2 separate regions of the Mus musculus genome follow, and region 2 is linked to region 1. Evidence: chromatin contacts called from public promoter capture Hi-C data. All regions are on one chromosome and are shown on one strand. Each heading gives the region's core, a stretch centred on a gene start, on an enhancer-like site or on the middle of the called end of the contact. The rest is flanking DNA. Distances are from core to core; before and after follow the strand shown. Region 1 has its middle 14 kb from the start of Gm34765. Region 2 holds the start of Smarcd1 (SWI/SNF related, matrix associated, actin dependent regulator of chromatin, subfamily d, member 1).

Region 1 (6,093 bases), core at 1,403-3,902:
TGAGTCTTTGCTCTGGGGATGATGACTGGGATATATTTCGATCCTGTGTTACATGCTGTGTGTCTGCTCCTTTGTGCTAGGATATTTTGTAGATTCTTGGTGTCTTTGCTTTCCCTGGAGTGGTTATGCTCAGACAAGGGATGCCCTGGGGTTTTGCTTGTTAGTTGGTACCAGGGACTGAACCAACCCCTGGATTAAATCCCCAGTCTCCATCCTTAGTACGCACTAACTCGCTGTGTTTTAGTTACGTTTCTATTGCTGTGAAGAGACCGCCAACCAAGACCCAAACAACTCACACAAGAGAGCTTTTAGTTTGTGGGTTCACAGACTCAGGGGGTCGCTGTCTAGGACCACCATGGTAGGAAGCATGGCAGCAGACAGGCAGCTGCTGTGCTATAGTGGAAGCTATGAGCAGAGCAGACAAGAGGAGGTGACAGCCAGGAGGCAGAGGTAGAGAGATTGACAGGCTTCTGAAGCCTAGACCCCACCCCCAGTGACACGCCCCCTCCAGCAAGGCCACGCCTCCGAATCTTCCCAAACAGTTCCACCCACTGGGGACCAAGGGTTCCAACATACAACCTGACGTGGGCCATTCTGTTTTGAACCACCATATACCAGGACTGTTTTTTGGGGTTATTTTGGTTTTGGTTTTGGTTTTGGTTTTTTTTGTTTGTTTGTTTGGTTGGTTGGTTGGTTTTTTTTGTTTTTTTTCAAGACAGGGTTTCTCTGTGTAGCCCTGGCTATCCTGGAACTCACTCTGTAGACCAGGCTGGCTTCAAACTCAGAAATCCACCTGCCTCTGCCTCCCGAGTGCTGAGATTAAAGGTGTGTGCCACCAACGCCCGGCCACTGGGACTGTTTTAACATGTCTTTGATCATAGCAAGGTGGTAGGTTACCAATGAACAGAACAGGTTACACTTTCAACCAAAATAATGTGAAATGTAGGAATATATGAGCCAACCAGAAAAACAAAACAAAACAAAGGGTACATTGTAAAATTCCGTGGATTATAAGATGCCCTGAGTATCCTAGGTGTTAGTCAGGTGTTTTTAAAGCACATCTCACAATCAATAACATGATTGTTTCTCCTTCAAATCTTAGGTCTTTAAACAGGGGCTTAAATCAGGAGAGCCTCAAGTCTCCCTTCCTCTCAGAGCAATGGCCATCAGCTCCCTACCCTTTCCCACTCCCCGTCTCTTACAATGCCAGCTTTTAGGTTATCCAGACTATGCCTTGGGATCACCAAGGCCAGACAAAACACAAGCCATGCCAAGTTGGAGCCGTATCCTTTTTTTTTTTCATAGCAGAATATTTCCACTTTATTGTCTGTAAACTTTTCTCTGGTGAGCACAAAGCCGGAACACCCAAAGAGAAAGAGGGAGCACCGTAAACAGACAAGAAGAAGGGGGAGCACCCTCCACATTTGGAACTCCAAGCAGACAGCCAGACCATTGCCACTGTGGTGGACAGAGTGTGACACTGGGGTGGAATAGCCCAGGGGACAGCAAAAGAAGGGAATCCTCCACTGCGGGAGAAGCCCAAGCCATGCGGAGAACCAGGGAAGCTCCAGTCTCCTCCCCATCCTCCTTTCCACGCATGGCCCACAGCAGCAGAGCTGTAGACCTACTCAGGGTTGGGTTGGAGCAAGTTCGGCCAGCCACACTGCTGACTCCTGTCTTGCCCTGCAGGCGGCTGTGCGGAGGAGAGGGAAGGGAGATCTTGCTTTCTAAGTCTGGGAAGAAGCCTGAGGACAGGGGAGCAAGGTTTGAGGGAGGTGGGAAAGTAGTCCCAGCCCTTCTCCCATTTTTACGACGGTGGGCACTGGGGAGGGGGCTGCAGTGCCATCTCCTGGGCCCTCAGCACCTCACCCAAGGCTATGCTGCTCTTCTGTGGCTGGTGAGCTGTCGGGTGCTCCTTCTCAAGACATCCAGTGCATTCTCATCAACATGGCTGCTCCTTGTCTAAAGTGTCAAGAGGGTGGAAGACCCTTCCACACTCAGCGCCTATGGTTTAGGTGCATGCCCAGGCCTTCTCGAATACCTGATGTGGGCTTATGCACTCGAGCCACTCTGTCCCTGTCACACGTCTGTCAAGTCTCCATCAAGTCAGTGCTGGAGCACGCTGGACCTCTCTGGAGCCAGCGTGATGCCTGAAGCATAGCAGATGATGTCCGGCTGGCCCTTGCCAGCTCCACCGCCTTGGTTGTCCCTGCCCAGCTTTCGTCACACGTCTGTGCAACCTCCCTCGTCTTCTCTTTTCACCCTTTGGCATCGTGCTGGGGCCTCCTCCTGCCTCCTTCACCCTTGGAGAAGCGTTGCTAGTCTTTACCTTCACGTATCTGTTTGTACCTTTGTCAGAGTCTGAGTTTTCCCAGGAACTGGGGAGTGGAGCCGGTAAGGGGACAGCAACTGCTGTGGGCTAGAGAACTTGGGCATCTAAATCTACTTCATGGCACGGCTCAGCTCTGGCACTCCCAGGACCGCAATTCTGAGACAATAATAGCCTAGCTCTCTAACACCATTATCCAGCCACTTCCCACCCCACCAGGTTATCTTTCCTGGAGCCTCCGAGCAGCCTCGTGAGAAGATGCACAGATTAGTCATTTCCTCTAACCCAGTTAAGACGGCTCCCTTAAGCCGCCGGCCGCGGGAGGTTCCCCGTTAAAGCAAAGCAGCTGGAAAGGGCTTAGCCCTTTAATGCCAGCAGCTGTATCTCCAATGTGGCTGCTCTGCTGAGGGGCTGGATGCTATCCAGAAGCATCCTCCCGTTTAGCCCTCGTCAGTGCACATTAGCCCAGGAGGGGAGAGCAGCCAGCTCCCTGGGAGGAAAGGCGGTACTTTATTCAAGCACCCCCCCCCCACACACACACACCCCTACGCCTCACTTTCCAAAGAAAAATCCCAGCCCCTTTGTATCTCTCTAGCTACTGCATTCTGAGCGTATCATCGCACAGGCAGAATGTCCTCTGTAGTAGGAACAACTCACCTAAGGACAAGGTCACTTGTTAGTTTTGACAACAGAAAGACTTTGGACCATTAACCACATGGACTCCATGGGCTGGAAGTTCATTTTCCCCCTCTCGGAAGTCTAACAAATTCTTCTGATCCCAGGCATGCAGACACGTGGACACAACTCCGTGGAGAGCACTGGGCCCCGGGGTTGACGAGGGGGAAGGCTGAAGAGCCTCAGAAAGGCCTGGCACAGCTCAGGCTGCTGGAGAGATCACTCCAAGACTTCTTACTCAGAGCCAGATGGTAAACATGAGTCGGAGTGAGAGCTAATGCCACTCAGAGGGAAAGCCAGGGAGCTAATCCCTTGACATGTTCCTCAAAGCTGGCTGATAGTTCGGCTCAGGCTTGTCTGTCTTTGGCTTGGAGCTTCATGGCACAGAGGCTCCGCACGGGTGGCCTCACAGAAAGAGGACAACCTCGCACGCGCATACCTGTTCTCCTCCTTCCACACAGAAAACTTCCCAGGACCACCGAGTCCTCCACACTGTTGAGCAACGTCCCACCCAGCAGGAAGTCTGCCCCAGTCCCCTGCCTGCAGTGTGCCTGTCCCCCCAACTCTTTCTGCTCTAGAATGCAAACTGTATTTACACAGAGATCTCAGTGGAGTCACTTACAAAGCTGGGCATGGTGGCATCCCTTTGACAGGGAGATCTAGCCCCAACTAAGTTCTAAGTTTATTTTGTTGAGCGGTGGTGGTGCACACCTTTAGTCCCAGCACTTGGAAGGCAGAGGCAGGTGGATTTCTGAGTTCAAGGCCAGCCTGGTCTATACAGTGAGTTCCAGGACAGCCAGGGCTACACAGAGAAGCCCTGTCTCAAAAAAAAAACAAAACAAAAAATAAAGATTTATTTTATGTATATGAGTACACTGTAGCTGTACAGATGGTTGTGAGCCTTCATGTGGTTGTTGGGGATTGAATTTCTAGGACCTCTGTTTGCTCTGGTCAACCCTGCTCCCTCAGTCCCTGCTGCTCTGGCCCAAAGATTTATTTATTATTATACATAAGTACACTGTAGCTGTCTTCAGATGCACCAGAAGAGGGTGTCAGATCTCATTAGGGATGGTTGTGAGCCATCATGCGGTTGCTGGGATTTGAACTCAGGACCTTCAGAAGAGCAGTCAGTGCTCTTAACCACGGAGCCATCTCGCCAGCCCTTCAAATAAGTTCTTATAATGATGAGAACATAAAACTCCAGAATACAAATGATTTCTAACCACTTATTATAGCTTTGTGTTTGTCCGTTTAACATACATGGGTTTGTTGGCAAGTGTGTCTGAGCACCACATGGAAACCAGGTGGATCTCCTGGAACAGGAGTTGCAAGCTGCTGTGTAGATGCTGGGAATCAAGCCTGGTGTCCTCTGGAAGAGCAGCCAGTTTTGTTAATCACTGAGCCATCTTTCCAGTCCGTCCTTTACTTTGCAGTCAACTTTACCTTGGTTTTGTCTGCAGTTCTCTCGCATGCTACTCAAGCACTCTCCCACTGAGTTGTACCCCCAGCCGTTCCTGAGAATTTGAGAATTTCACAAATGGTCTCACTAAGTTGCCCAGAACTCACTATCTCAGGTAGGATGCTAGAGTCCTAGGCTTGTGCTTCCATGCTAGCTTTGCCCATTTACTATCTGACCATTTGGGGATGCAAATAATACTGAGCTTAAGTAAGGGTAAGGGCAACTTCAACCATTAGGTATTAAATACCATTGCAAGGATTCTGCTGTTAAGAAGTCTGCAATAGCATCCACTATTGCTGACTAAGAGTTGGAATTCCCAAGTTCTAATCCCAGGTCAACTATAGTTTGTGGACATTTGGGTCAAATCATCTCACTGAATTTACCAACTGGGACACACCCACCCATCCTTCTGGCCTCTGAGGGCACGGTGAGGGCAAGTAATAACACTTGAATAGACTAAATCACTATGTAAGTGTCCTAGAGGCTTGGAGAGGTGGCTCAGCAGTTGAGAGCACTGGCTGCTGGTGCAGAGGACCAGGGTTCCACTCACAGCATACACCCGGTGACAAGAGGCATCTGCGATCACAGTTGCAGGGGATCCGGCATCTTCTTCATGGGCACTGAAATCATTAATGCGTGCACACCCATGCAGGAAAAACACTGAAGACCCAGAGTAAATCAATCTAAAGAGGCACTTTCTAAGTCCTGGAGAGTTTACGGAGAATGTACCCTTAATTTCAGTGATGAGCAGGAATAACTAACTGGCAAAGGCTTCATCAGAAGACTCCATATTTATTTGTGTCTGAGCCAGCCACAGAGATGCTGGCCAGTTGTGTGGGGTATGATAAAAACGAGAGGGCTGGTAGAGTGGCTGCCTAGCATGCATGCACATGAAACCCTGGGTTTGATCCCTACCACCATGCACTGCTGTGGCGGTACATAGCTGTTACCGTAGCATTCTACACAGGGAAGCGGAACAATTACAAGTTCAATGTCATCCTCCAATACTTTGTCAGTTTCCAGATGAGTAGGGGCTACATGAGCCCCTATCTCACAAACAAAAATAAACCGAACCCATACAAACCAAACCCCCACTTCCAACCATGAGTCCTCGAGTGGTCTTCTTTCCCATCCTACGTGATGACAGAGAACAAAACTCTCACTGCAAGGTTATTCCTGGTGGCACTGGCCATCTTCCACCTGACTTCTTGAATAGCAACCATCAACAAATATAGTTCTGAGAATTACAGTCTAACGAATTACATAAGCTAGGGAGCTCCTGGCCTGGTGCCTTTCTACGTTTACAAAATACTCTAGCTACAGGAAGCATATTTAAAAAAAAAAAAAAAATGACCAGTTCTTAGGTTAAGTGGTCATTCTCCAAACCCTGTGTGCACTAAAAGCACATGGGCCCAGCTCCACAGGTTTACATAGTCTCTGCGTCCTAATGACAGCTGAGTCTGAGTCCTCACCAAGCCCATGTTAAATAACGTACACTGGTTAAGATTCTACTGACTTAAACGCTGAACCACATGGTCATACTCACTTCTCAAAGCTGGACTTCCACAGCAGCTCTTTCTCATTCACGTTAAAAGGCCCTAGGAAAAAATAGGCAGAACAGCACATCCCC
Region 2 (5,639 bases), core at 264-2,763, 87 kb after region 1:
CTGTTGTGTGTCCCTACCCTAAGGGGGCCACAAGGTGAGGTAGAGGGCCTCCTCAACCAGACACCCTTCCCAGGCCAGCTCTCCAATCTCATTCCTGGCCTTCTCTGTCCCCACTGTCTCTTGGTCTCTAATCCCAAAACAGGACTTATGGGCAGATCACCTGTGTACGTTGGCCTGGAGCCAGAGAGCAAGGCTTTGGCATCTTTGAGACCTCTTGGTTCTCAAGAGTTGTTTAGAGATCAGAACTCCCCAGAAAGAAACAGGGCAAAGCTGAGAAATGTACACTGGCTGGGGGGGCAGCAGGAGGGGCTCTGGGTGACGCATGCCTCTGGTCTAATAAACTGGGTTTCAACCATCTCTTCAGTGTTGGTTTTCTGTTTGTTGTTTGGTTTGTTTTGAGACAGGGTTTCTCTGTGTAGCCCTGGCTGTCCTGGAACGGCTCTGTAGTCCAGGCTGGCCTCGAACTCTCACAGAGATCCTCCTGCCTCCCAAAATGCTGGGATTAAAAGCCTGAGCTGCCATTATCCTGCCCAGTGCTGTTTTTAGTTGCAAACTGTGGGTGTTACCTTTAGAATGGAGCTTGCCTTGAGAGCCACACAACTAGAGTAAGGGAATTTGAGTGGTAGCCCGGTGTGGTGGTTATACCTGTAATTCCAGCAGGTAGGAGATGGAGCAGCTATCTTCCATTACACAGTGAGTTTAACGCTAGATTGGGCTACACCAGACCCTACATACTTGATCAGGTAAACACTGATCCTGCTGGGAAAAGACAGGCTCAGGATTCGTCTGATCACTGGGCAGGGGACCAGCAGTTATCTATGGCAACAAATATCCAGGACTCTTTGGAGAAAAGTCACGGGAAAAAACGCATCAAAATCTTAAGTTAAACGTCTGAGGTGAAGGGTCCCGAGCCTTCTCTGTGTATCCCTGGCTGTCCTGGAACTCACTCTGTAGACCAGGCTGGCCTCGAACTCAGAAATCCGCCTGCCTCTGCCTCCCAAGTGCTGGGATTAAAGGCGTGCGCCACCACGGCCCGGCATGGGTTTTCTCTTGCTGATTTGTCTTTGCCACGACATTGATCTCCTTCGAGTTCTACTTTTCCCGAACGAACAAACAGCACGTTTTCCTCTTTAGTACCCGGAGTCTGAGCAGTAGGAGAACGAAAAGCAAGGCAACCAGAATGCTTTGGAGAGGTAAATGCACTGGGCCAAGGTGAAGCATCACTCCAGCCGCCAGCCGGATGGGCTGGGCTCTCTGCAAGGCTTTTTACCGTCCTCCAACCGCGTGGAGGCGCTCGCTCCCGGCACCTCTTTATCCGCACACCGCTTCTCTATGGTGCTCCCTCCTGGCCCGTGAAGGCGGGAGGGAGTGGTCAGCACGCCTTTCCCGCTAGTCGCCCCCTCTAGCCCGTAGTCTCGCTGCTCCGAGCCGCCTGTGCCCGCCGGCGGGCCGGGCCCACAAACAGCCCAGGCGCTCGGGGGGCGCGCGGGGGGCGGGGGGAGTTCCGGTTCCGGTTCTTTGTGCAGCTGCAGCGGCGGCTCCGGGAAGATGGCGGCCCGGGCGGGTTTCCAGTCTGTGGCTCCGAGCGGCGGCGCGGGAGCCTCAGGAGGAGCGGGCGTGGCGGCTGCTCTGGGCCCGGGCGGAACTCCCGGGCCTCCCGTGCGAATGGGCCCGGCGCCGGGTCAAGGGCTGTACCGCTCTCCGATGCCCGGGGCGGCCTATCCGGTGAGTGGGACAGGAGGAGGGGCGCGCGGGCCGGGGGCGGGGCCGAGCGAGGGCGGAGGACTGACAGGGGTGAGGGAGAAGTGGGAGGGACTCCCTGGGGAGGGGCTCGGGCCGGGAGTGGAGGTGTGTGGGGGGGGAGGAGGTTAGCATCCTTACCTGCTCCTGGCGGCATTGTTTCCATGTGAGGAGTGAGTGTGGAACCAGGGTGGGCGAAGTGGGCCCTGGGATGGTCATGGAATGCAGAGGGGAGTGGGCAGCCCCCGTGTCCCCAGGAATACCCAGGCTGTTATAGCTGCAAATGGAGGTCAGCTTTAGAGGAGACAGTAGCTAGTAAAAAAAGAAATGTAGGGCTGACTAGACATGTCTGGTGAGTCAGATCCAGCATAGACCAGAAAAATTGAGTATAATCTAGTTTTTAGACTATATGCAATGAAATCACTGAAGGTCCAGTGACTGTATTTCAAAGAAGCAAAGGACTGTCTTGTTGTCCCCCCACCCCACCCCCAGCCCTAACCCACTCCTGAAATCCAGGCTGCCACCATTTTTCCTTTCTTGGTGGGGCTAGCAAGGAAAAGTATGACATTTCTGGGTCCTCTCCCTTCTGTAGAGACCAGGTATGCTGCCAGGTAGCCGAATGACACCTCAGGGACCTTCCATGGGACCTCCTGGCTATGGGGGGAACCCTTCAGTCCGACCTGGTCTGGCCCAGTCAGGGATGGACCAGTCCCGCAAGAGACCTGCACCTCAACAGATCCAGCAGGTCCAGCAGCAGGCGGTCCAAAATCGAAATCACAAGTAAGATGACCCCTGGGGGTGAAGGAAAGAAGGGTATGGGGGAGAGGAGGCCTGTGAGGATGCTGGTGGTGGGCATGCAGAACCAGGAAGTCAGCGCTGTGGCACCAAACGGTGCTGCAGGGACTAACAGGGCCTCATGATGCAGTGGAGTTTTGGTGGTCATGGGAGAGGTAGCGTCTTTAAATGGAGAGTCATTTCGTAGGCCTTGGCTGTAACCATAAACAAAGGTGCTCACAACACTGCTCACGTTCTGACTAGTTCCTATCCCAACCTGATCACAGTATTTATTCTGAACAGTGCAAAGAAAAAGAAGATGGCTGACAAAATCCTACCTCAAAGGGTGAGTGCAGCTGCAGAGGTCTCCTTGAAGGGGTAGTGGCTTTGAGAATAGAAGTGGTCAGAACGAGGGCTGCCCCATCCCATCTCTGTCTTTCTGTTCCTAAGATTCGGGAACTGGTCCCAGAATCACAGGCCTACATGGATCTCCTGGCTTTTGAAAGGAAACTGGACCAGACTATTATGAGGAAGCGGCTAGATATCCAGGAGGCCTTGAAACGTCCCATCAAGGTAACAGGACAGTACCAGGCTGAGGGTCAAGGGAGGGGCCCAGGTCTCTCTCCAGCTCAGGATGGAAAAATCAAAGGCACAGCACAGCTCTCTGTGGCATTTAAATTGCATCTTTCCCTTCCGCCTACAAACCAGGAATTACATTAGGAGCATAGGAGTCTAACAGCTGGCAGGGAAAGGGGCGGGGGTGGGGGGTTGGGGGGGAGCTATCCAGGGCTCTAGACAGAAATAGACCCGTGCGCGCTTTTTGCTGTAACCACTTGCTACCTTGGGAACATGCCACTTTGCACAATTTTGTCTCCCTAGTCCCCTGGTGCATTCACTTGCACCCAGGCTCAGGTCGGGACTGTACACTTCCGAGTGGAGTCTCTGTCCCCTGTAGTGAGCCAGCCAGTGAGGAGTCACTTGGGAGTTTTAGGGGACCTTTACTACCGAAGCTCCACTGTCGATCCTGTTTCTGCCTTCCTCAGCAAAAACGGAAGCTGCGAATTTTCATTTCTAACACGTTCAATCCGGCTAAGTCGGACGCGGAGGATGGGGAAGGGACGGTGGCTTCCTGGGAGCTCCGGGTAGAAGGCCGGCTCCTGGAGGACGTGAGTTCAAGGTCCACTGTGGTTGGTGCTCAGGGAGGGAGCTGCAGGGGTGGCACTGTGCCGGGTGCTTGGTGCGGTGTGCTCAGCAGGAAACCTGACTGCAGTTCACCACTCCTGCTGGGAGCTTCCGGGAGGGGGCTGGGGGGCTGTGTTCCCTGCATACAAAGACAATGGTCCTTTGTGTCTGCTTCCTCAGCTGCACGGTTTTGTCCTGGGGTCTGGGTTGCTGTTGACTTGGCCCTGGTGATGCTGCCCTTTGGATTTAGCAGTATCAGTGGATGATCTCAGTGGTCCCCATCCCTGCCCGCCACCCATCTGTGCTGAGCCTTTGAGGCCATGTTTCCTCCCTTGAATCCTTGAGGTTATTTCTGTGTTCCCAACTTTCCTTGGAGGTACCACAGTTTAAGTGTGAGAGTCCCCCAAAGGCTTGGCTCTCTGTTGCTCCAAGGGGATCATCAGACTAATGAGCACCCCCAAACTCTCCACCCAGCAGCTCATGCTCACCCAGTGCTGCGCTCTGGCACTATATTTAGCTGTGCAAGTGAGCTCGTTCGAGTGCACTTTTGCTGGAGAACCAGAGCCTCCTGTGGGTAGTCCGGGCTGTTTGCTGGTCATGTGTTCTGTCCAGATAAAGGCAGATTTTGTTCCACTGCCTTTTGCCTGTGATTCATTTGCCCTCTGCTGCCAGGCTCTTCTCTGTTCCAGTGTGCTTTGTTGTGTTAATGGTCGGGCTTAACTTGCCTCCCTTCTCAGTCGGAAGTCGGAGACCCTGCCATTGTTAGTGCACTGCTGTGGCCAGGACTGACTTAGTGGCTGCCTAGCCATAACCAGAAGATATTTCCCCAGTGGAGTTAGAAATTGCTTCTTTTTTTTTTTTTTTTTTTTTTTTAGATTTATTTATTTATTTATTTATTTATTTATTATATGTAAGTACACTGTAGCTGTCTTCAGACAGCTACAGAAGAGGGCGTCAGATCTCATTATGGGTGGTTGTGAGCCACCATGTGGTTGCTGGGATTTGAACTTCGGACCTTCGGAAGAGCAGTCGGGTGCTCTTACCCACTGAGCCATCTCACCAGCCCTAGAAATTGCTTCTTAAGGAACTCCATCCTGGGGACTTCTTTCTGGCCTTGTGTAACAACACACTCCACCCACTCCCCATCTCTTTTCTAGGCGGCCTTGTCCAAATATGACGCCACCAAGCAAAAGAGAAAGTTCTCTTCCTTTTTTAAGTCCTTGGTGATCGAACTGGACAAAGACCTCTATGGCCCAGACAACCATCTGGTAGAAGTGAGTAGTTCTGCCTTCCAGGCCTTAACATTTTCAGGGGATGATTAGCCCAGGTTCACACATTGGCCTCTAGGCGGCGCTAGCTGTGCTGAGTTGGGCCCCAGGAGCTCTTGGTAACTGATTTGACTCACTTGTTGCTGTCCAGACTGCTGCCCCCAAAGAGATCTTGGTAGAGTGGAGTCCTTACACTTTCAACTGTCTCTGCGTCTTCCTTTAAGTATTGGTGGGCTGTAGTAACTGACGTGTTTTATTTTCTTGATAGCAGTTTCTGTAGCTAATGGGTGACTCGTAGACTAATAGAGCACTAGCTTGTCTGGGTTACTGATCTGTACCTTCCTCTTGGCCCCTGATCCTTTAGATTTATCCTTCAGACAGCCAGGAACACTTAACGCCTGGTTGTACAATGCTTCAAAGACTGTTAGCTGTTAGCAACAGGGTTGTGGGGACATAAACTAGAGTGGCCTAGTGCTCTCTGGGGACTTAACCTGCCCCTTTCTTTACCACCGTAGCTGCAGCCCCTTATCTCCAGCCACTAAGAGACATGGGAAGTAAGTCACAGAGTTGGTAGAAATCTGTAAAGTGCTTGATTTGATAGCATAGCAGTAGTGTAGAGTAGCTAGACCTGTGGCCTAGAGTCAGCTCAAGTTCTAGCTCTGTAACGTACTGAAT

Evidence for each region. Promoter capture Hi-C pulls out the DNA fragments that hold promoters and counts their contacts.
Region 2: a promoter capture Hi-C map of neural stem cells shows a contact between it and region 1. The contact joins the promoter of Smarcd1 here to the enhancer-like site in region 1. A contact is called at or near these places in 7 of 39 promoter capture datasets (the HPC-7 cell line, Sertoli cells, cranial neural crest and 4 more), 1 of 15 datasets of contacts at CTCF or cohesin (the NIH/3T3 cell line), 5 of 484 Hi-C or Micro-C datasets (bone marrow-derived macrophages, colorectal tumor organoids, cortical neurons and 2 more), 12 of 115 datasets of contacts at active chromatin or transcription factors (a beta-TC-6 cell line, embryonic basal ganglia, embryonic forebrain and 6 more) and 3 of 9 other capture datasets (adipose tissue, liver and pancreatic islet).

Annotation. Positions count from the first base shown.
Region 1 is chr15:99,612,234-99,618,326 of GRCm38.p6, forward strand. No RefSeq gene overlaps it. Among named protein-coding and RNA genes, the nearest start is that of Gm34765, 14 kb to the left of the region's middle. Within about 2 kb of position 2,653, at least 67 of the 459 cell types and tissues checked have an H3K27ac peak or open chromatin away from gene starts, as enhancers often do. A contact at or near this core is called in the NIH/3T3 cell line, cortical neurons, embryonic fibroblasts and 2 more, where this site is marked.
Region 2 is chr15:99,700,774-99,706,412 of GRCm38.p6, forward strand. It overlaps Smarcd1 (SWI/SNF related, matrix associated, actin dependent regulator of chromatin, subfamily d, member 1), which reads left to right and starts at 1,514. Exons shown (of 13, transcript NM_031842.2): 1 at 1,514-1,725; 2 at 2,333-2,520; 3 at 2,818-2,860; 4 at 2,965-3,087; 5 at 3,558-3,680; 6 at 4,854-4,970. The coding sequence starts at 1,549. It overlaps Asic1 (acid-sensing (proton-gated) ion channel 1), which reads left to right. Exons shown (of 12, transcript NM_009597.2): 12 at 1-357. Gm34939 (predicted gene, 34939) reads right to left here and starts at 3,031. Exons shown (of 3, transcript NR_168656.1): 1 at 2,853-3,031; 2 at 2,469-2,729; 3 at 634-2,017.